2 separate regions of the Sus scrofa genome follow, and region 1 is linked to region 2. Evidence: chromatin contacts called from public HiChIP or PLAC-seq data. All regions are on one chromosome and are shown on one strand. The core of a region is the stretch at or near the end of the contact, and the rest is flanking DNA. Distances in the headings are between cores, read along the strand shown. Region 1 holds the start of C13H3orf38. Region 2 holds the start of NSUN3 (tRNA (cytosine(34)-C(5))-methyltransferase, mitochondrial).

Region 1 (2,992 bases), core at 198-2,697, 2.0 Mb before region 2:
ACAAAAAAAAAAAAAAAAAAAAAAAATTAAATCCATGAGGGGCCTGATACTGAGCCCTTTCTGTCATGATGTTACTAAATTTCTCTTCATGTTATGGCTCCTGTACTATCCTTGGCTCCAGCCAAAAATAGCCTCACAGTTTTATTCCATGCATTTTTTCACTACTGCTCTCTCTTACCTGTAATTCTTTTTCTGCCCCACTCCTCATTCTTTGCTTAATCTTTCTGGGCATCACCACACTCTTCAGAAAGCCTAATCTCTCTTGATAATTCCTGATTTCTCTATTGAAACCTATTTCCCCCAGTCTTTCTTCTCTCAGTAAATATCCACTCCAGTTGCTCAAACCAAAGCCTTGCGATAATCCCTAACTTGTCACATCCTCCACTCTCACCTAGGCTACTGTATTAGTCTTCTAGTTGGGTTCTCTGCCCTCTGGCAGTCTGTTGTGAACACCAGCAATTAAAATGATCCAGTTTGAAACAAGTCAGATCATGCTATTCCTCAGTTTAAAATCCTCCAATGGCCTTAATTCACTCGTTTATTCAAATATTTTATTGCATGTTTACTATGAGCCAGGCTTTGTAATAGGCAATGAAAAAAGAAGATAAAAACGCCTGGCTCACAGAATTCATATTCTACCAGGGGGCCAAAAACACAGTATAAATGCTAAACAGAAAAATTAAGTGGGTAGAGAAGATATCAGTAAGTTAGTTTAACCATGTTTTGAAAACTTAAAGACTGTATTTACAGTGTATTTTGTTACTGGTATTTAGCTGTGATATTAATAAAAAAAGTTAAACTTGCTCACCTGGATCTGCAGATGTGTACATTTCGCCTATTAACTGGCAATAATCTAATTAAATGTTAAATCTAAAATATAGCTAAAACAATCGAAGGAGACAGAACCAAGTGACAATGTGTCTTAAGTTCCCCTCTCATGAATGTGGCTGGCTGTCATACTAGTTAGCAGTAATAGCAAGAGCTAATATATACTGGTCTCTTCCCCGGCACCAGGCACAGTTCTTCGCCCCCCCTCCCGCCCCCGCAGCAACAACGCTATGAAGTAGGTATCTCTACTAGATCCACTTCCAGACAGAAAACTGGGGGACCAAAGAGCTTGCTTACAGTCACAGTAAATGACGGAATAAAACCCTGGCAGTCTGACGTCCAGTGTTCCCAACCTTACACTAAAGTCAAGCTCCCGAGGATTAGAAGGGAAGCCACAGACGAGCCCAGCATTTTGGAAAGTCAGCTGGAAGGCAGGCAGAAGTGGCAAATGACAGATGACGTTTCCCTTAAATCTTCCAAGTATAATGTTTTTCAAAACAAATTATTTTAACACAGAACTATGTAATTTTAGAATATGAAACTATAGGTCCACCCAACTCAGAAGTGGCTGCGGAGAACTTTCAAGTGCTCCGAGGGGCTGGGCCTGCGGGAGGGGAGGAGTTGCCTTCACTGGGCGGCCCAGCGGAATGACGGGAGTTCGCCGTGCGCGGGGCCGCCGTTCGCTTTCCACGCACCTGCGTAGCTCTGCCAGGCGCTCTTCTGGAGGAGGGTCTCTTGAAGAGCTCAGAGATTCGTTTTCCTTTGTGGAAGGTCAGTGTCCCTGGTGTAAACGCGGTGCTTCCTTAAAGTGAAGTCCCTGGGAATGCACTTAGTCCCAGCCAGCCCGGAACAACAGGTTGGAGCACGGCGTTTCCTGATCGCCCTCACTGACGATCACTTCCGCCCACGGGCCTGGAATACCCGAGGCCCTTTGGCGGCGAACTTAAGGAAAGACACTTCCGGTATCTGTTGCCTAGGCGCTGGCCCGGTGGGCCTGAGGGAAGCGACGTTCTTGGCGTCGTCTTCTCCACCCCCCTCTTCCTGGGGGTCGAGATGTCCGGGCTTAGTCATGCAGAGATGGAGGGCTGTCGTAACCTGCTCGGCCTGCTGAACAACGACGAAATCCTGGCCCTATGTGACACCATCACCAACCGCCTAGTGCAGCCTGAAGACCGCCAAGGTAAGGGTAGACCCTACTCCCCGAGGCGGCCGGCCCTTCCCACGCCTCCCCGGTCCCTAGCTTGCGGGAACGTGTGAGTGCAGGCCCTCCCGGGCCTTGCCTGCAGCCCGCCCGGGATCGCGCTGGTGCGGAACCTTAGGGGAATCAAGGCCACCGCGCTGCTCTGTGTCTTTGGAACCACGGTGCAGCCTGGGGTGGTCCCGCCGCGCCTAGGCCGTGGGGGAAGTGGAGGCGCTGAAAACGACGCAGCTTCCAGGTTTTAATCATTAAATGTTATGGGGCAAATGCTGCTTGTTTCGAGAATTCAAAGTTCGTGAATAGTGATTTTTTTTTTTTTTTTTTTTTTGGTAAAGATTTCAGTTGAGTCACGGTGTTTCCTTTTTCAGTTTCGTTTAGGAGTGTCAGCTGTTGCCAATTTTTTTCTACGTGCTTGGGAGAAGATACCATAAACACTTTGTATCAGTCTGCTACGTAAAATCACTGTTGTAAAAGAGCAGATAGTTTGAAGCCATGTCTCCTTTTGGATCCAGTTTTTTCTGAGATAATTCTGTGAACTAGGACTGAATTACTTTCAGAGCCAAATAAACATTTCAGTAGAGTAGGTTTGTTTCATGGATTAACTAACCCATATAAAAATTCAATGAGTAGTTTAATTGTATCATCTTGTATATTACCTAGCTAGTTTTATTTTAAATTTGCTGAGTTTTACTTTAAAATGTGTAAATTTCCGACTCATACTAGCGTATGACTTAAGTATCTACAAAAGACTTGCCTTTTAAAACTTTTTCTGCTTTTAAGTCGCTTTTACATTTTCGCCATTTAATAAGGTCATTCATTTGAAAGTGAACTATGAACATGAAACGAATAAATTTCTAATAACTCAGACCGAAAATAATTTTAGGCTTAAAGTAGTTCTTTAGCACTTACATAATCACCTTCTAATAATTTAGTGAATGTGAATTTAAAATCATAGTCTATAAAAAT
Region 2 (3,145 bases), core at 388-2,887:
TCTATCGATAATAAGATAGCTAGTAAGTGTGATAACCTCCAAACCTCCAAATACCAAGCAAGTTCTAGAAATGATGTATTATATATGAATATTTTTTAATATAAGAAAATGGTTATAAATAGAGGATACATTATACATACTTTGATCAACCTTGAAAATGAATAAAATTAGAGAAATACACCGAAACATTAATAGTGGTTATTTCTAGTGGTATTGTGCATGATTTTCATGCCCATATGCTTAAAATATTTTTCTTCAATAAGCATTAGTTTATTAAAAAATTAGAAAACAGGAATATGCTAAAGAAGTCACAATACAACAAAACTAATATAACCTCTCTCCAAGCATAACATATCCCCTTTCCTGTGGAAAAATAGTATATCTGACTTCTACTACCTCCTTAAACATTTTTGTATGTCTACATTGCAAATATATTGATTCTTTAAATGCAACAATCTATAATGAGTACAGAAAATATAAATTTATAAAATCTCTTAGAGGCTGAAAGTTAATAATTTTTCTTTAAACATACAACAAACTAATGCATTTAATCACCTCACTTCTTAATATTATATTTTCTTTTGCATCAAATCTAAATTCAGTAGTAGATAACTGGGGAACTTGTTTAAATAAATATATTAAACTTCGAGTCACATTAGGGGTAATGACGTTTATCATTTTACTTGGTCTTAAGATTTGCACCTGTGTTATACACCGATACTGATATTTTTAGCATCGAGGGCCTCAAAAAGATGATGCTTACTTCGTATTAGGTATTCTACTAAGCACTGATTTTCTGATAAATTGCTGACTACTGTTACAAGGGAGCAACTAAAGAATAACACTAAAGGAGCAAATAAATTGCTATTCCTATCAAGAATGGGTGTAATACTTTCCTGAGAACTAGTAACACTTCTCTCAGTAGAGGTGGTGAGGAGGGTCATTTTGTAGGGTTTAGAGTGTAAGGAAGGACACTTTGGTGGTTAGGTATTTCGTATCAGAACTTGATGATAATCACGAAGATCAAGAAAGTGAAAATAATACACAATAACAGCTAACATTTTGGCGTTTACTGTTTTCTAGTCTCTGTGCTAAGCGCTTTACCTGTGTATTTCAATCAACTTAATCCTTTAACGCTCCCCATTAAAACAGATTATGGCACAACATTTTAAATCAACTACAGTTTAATTTTTAAAAAATTAATGAAAAAGAGAGATTATGCCAATGGGCCAATTCTAGGAAATGAGTAACAATTTTTTTTATCATATCCGTTCTTTTATCTTGAGTTATGAATACCTGTGCTAACAAAGGTCTTCGGATTTGATAGATTAGCTCTGGAACTAGCCTCTGAGAACATCTTAAAACAATGATCACACAAAAAACCTAAGTGACGAAGACTTCCATTCTTTCACTGAGCACATCAGCAGAGGGCTGTGAGCGACGTTTAGCGTGAGGCGTGACTTTCTGACAACCCAAGACTCCGCCCACGGGCTCAAGCTCGCCGCAGGGAGTAGGTAGGCACCGCCGCTTCCTTTGGAGGCAGCAATAACTTTTCGTTTGCCTCTCGCGGGACCTAGATCTTTTGGCGAGATTTCGATGACTCGGGCAAAGCAGTATCTCGCGAGAAGTTAAACCGGAAAAGTGAGGGATGAAAGAGAATTCCGGAGAAGTTCGGAAGACACGCTGTGTTTTAGGTGCCGCGCAGGCTTTACAGGCTGGGCGGTATTGACTTCTTATTTGACCTTTCCTGACGGGGTGATGTTGACCCGGGTGAGGACTGGGACCCAGCCGAGTGCCTTTGACTCAACGAGACACTTCGCCGGCAGACGACGTGGCGAGGGAGGGAGCTGGGTTTGGGGCGGGGGGGAACCTTGTGACCTCTGAGTTTCTCTAGCTGTAATGTAAAGCCTTAGAATAGTTCTGAGTGTTTGGACGCGTGCCCGCGGGCCTTTTCGTTTTCTCCCAAGACTCACCTCCACTTCAAATAACATGTTCGCAGTCCAGCCTGCAAAACTTAATATCCACCTCCTTCAGCTTTGAGCAGAATGCATGCTCTTGGAGGGCTGAGACAGCCTTTGTCATTGCTCTTTCCTGGGAGCTTAGGAGGATGTCTGCTATATTATCCATCGATAAACTTTTCTTGGATTAGAAAATGAAATAGAATTGCAAAGAAGTTTCCACAGGAGACTAGAATGAATATTCTCAATAAAATTTGTTTTAGAATAATTTTACATTTACAAAAAATTGCAAAGATAATGCAGGCCTCCCATATACTTTTCACCCAATTTCCCCAAATGTTAGCAGTTGGAGTGGCTTATTTAAATTAAATTTGTTCTTTTGATATTTCTGTGTTAACATTCTGATTTAATTTTTGCTTTACATTTGCACAGTAATTATTGGGAGAAACCTTTTTTTCCTAAGTAGAGTATCATAATTCAGTTTTTAAACAGGTTTTATTGAAATGTAATTGATTAGAGTATCACAATACTATTTTGTTACATGTGAGCTACAGCTCCTGTTGTAAGAACTGGTAGTTATCAGGAAAAAAGTGTTATCTTAAGTAAAAAGACTGTGCTAATATTGAAGTTCAGTAAATTTGTGTTATCAGAGTGTGTCAGCAACCTTTTCTTATCATCATAGCTGAAAGCAAAATCAGAGAGGAAGCTTGCAAAACAGATTTGCAAAGTTGTTTTGGATCATTTTGAAAAGCAATATTCCAGAGAACTTGGAGATGCCTGGAATACAGTAAGGTTAGTACTATTCATCTCTTGACTCTTTATGTTAGAACAAGAAATAAACCCTGCTTGGGGAGGGATACTGTGAAGATAAAAGATGAAGGATCTAAACCTGGCTGCCACTTCCTGCTGAGAGGTCAGAAGGGAAGAAGGATGAAGAAATAGATTGAATCATAGGATGATAGAAAGGGGAGAAGAGAAGCCTTGAAGTGATAGTAAGCAAAGATTTGTTAGGACCTTGTCTTGAGTAATTGCTTTGATCTTTGAAACAGGGCTCCCCACCAGTTTGACAAAGTTAATTATATTGTAACAGAAAAATCTTAAAACTTTTGAGGATATACGACTAGTTTCTGAAATTCAGAAGGTAATGAAACACATCTTTAAAGCCAACACTGCCTATCTTAGCTAAA

The links. HiChIP or PLAC-seq counts read pairs in DNA pulled down with a chosen protein or histone mark.
Region 1: an H3K27ac HiChIP or PLAC-seq map of alveolar macrophages shows a contact between it and region 2. The contact joins the promoter of C13H3orf38 here to the promoter of NSUN3 in region 2. A contact is called at or near these places in 2 of 5 promoter capture datasets (fetal liver and liver) and 1 of 2 datasets of contacts at active chromatin or transcription factors (alveolar macrophages).

The regions. Positions count from the first base shown.
Region 1 is chr13:167,802,241-167,805,232 of Sscrofa11.1, reverse strand. It overlaps C13H3orf38, which reads left to right and starts at 1,447. Exons shown (of 4, transcript XR_002337963.1): 1 at 1,447-2,008.
Region 2 is chr13:165,821,674-165,824,818 of Sscrofa11.1, reverse strand. It overlaps NSUN3 (tRNA (cytosine(34)-C(5))-methyltransferase, mitochondrial), which reads left to right and starts at 1,637. Exons shown (of 6, transcript XM_003358877.5): 1 at 1,637-1,770; 2 at 2,641-2,750. The coding sequence starts at 1,759. It overlaps LOC102166963 (a long non-coding RNA gene), which reads right to left and starts at 1,485. Exons shown (of 2, transcript XR_307201.3): 1 at 1,297-1,485.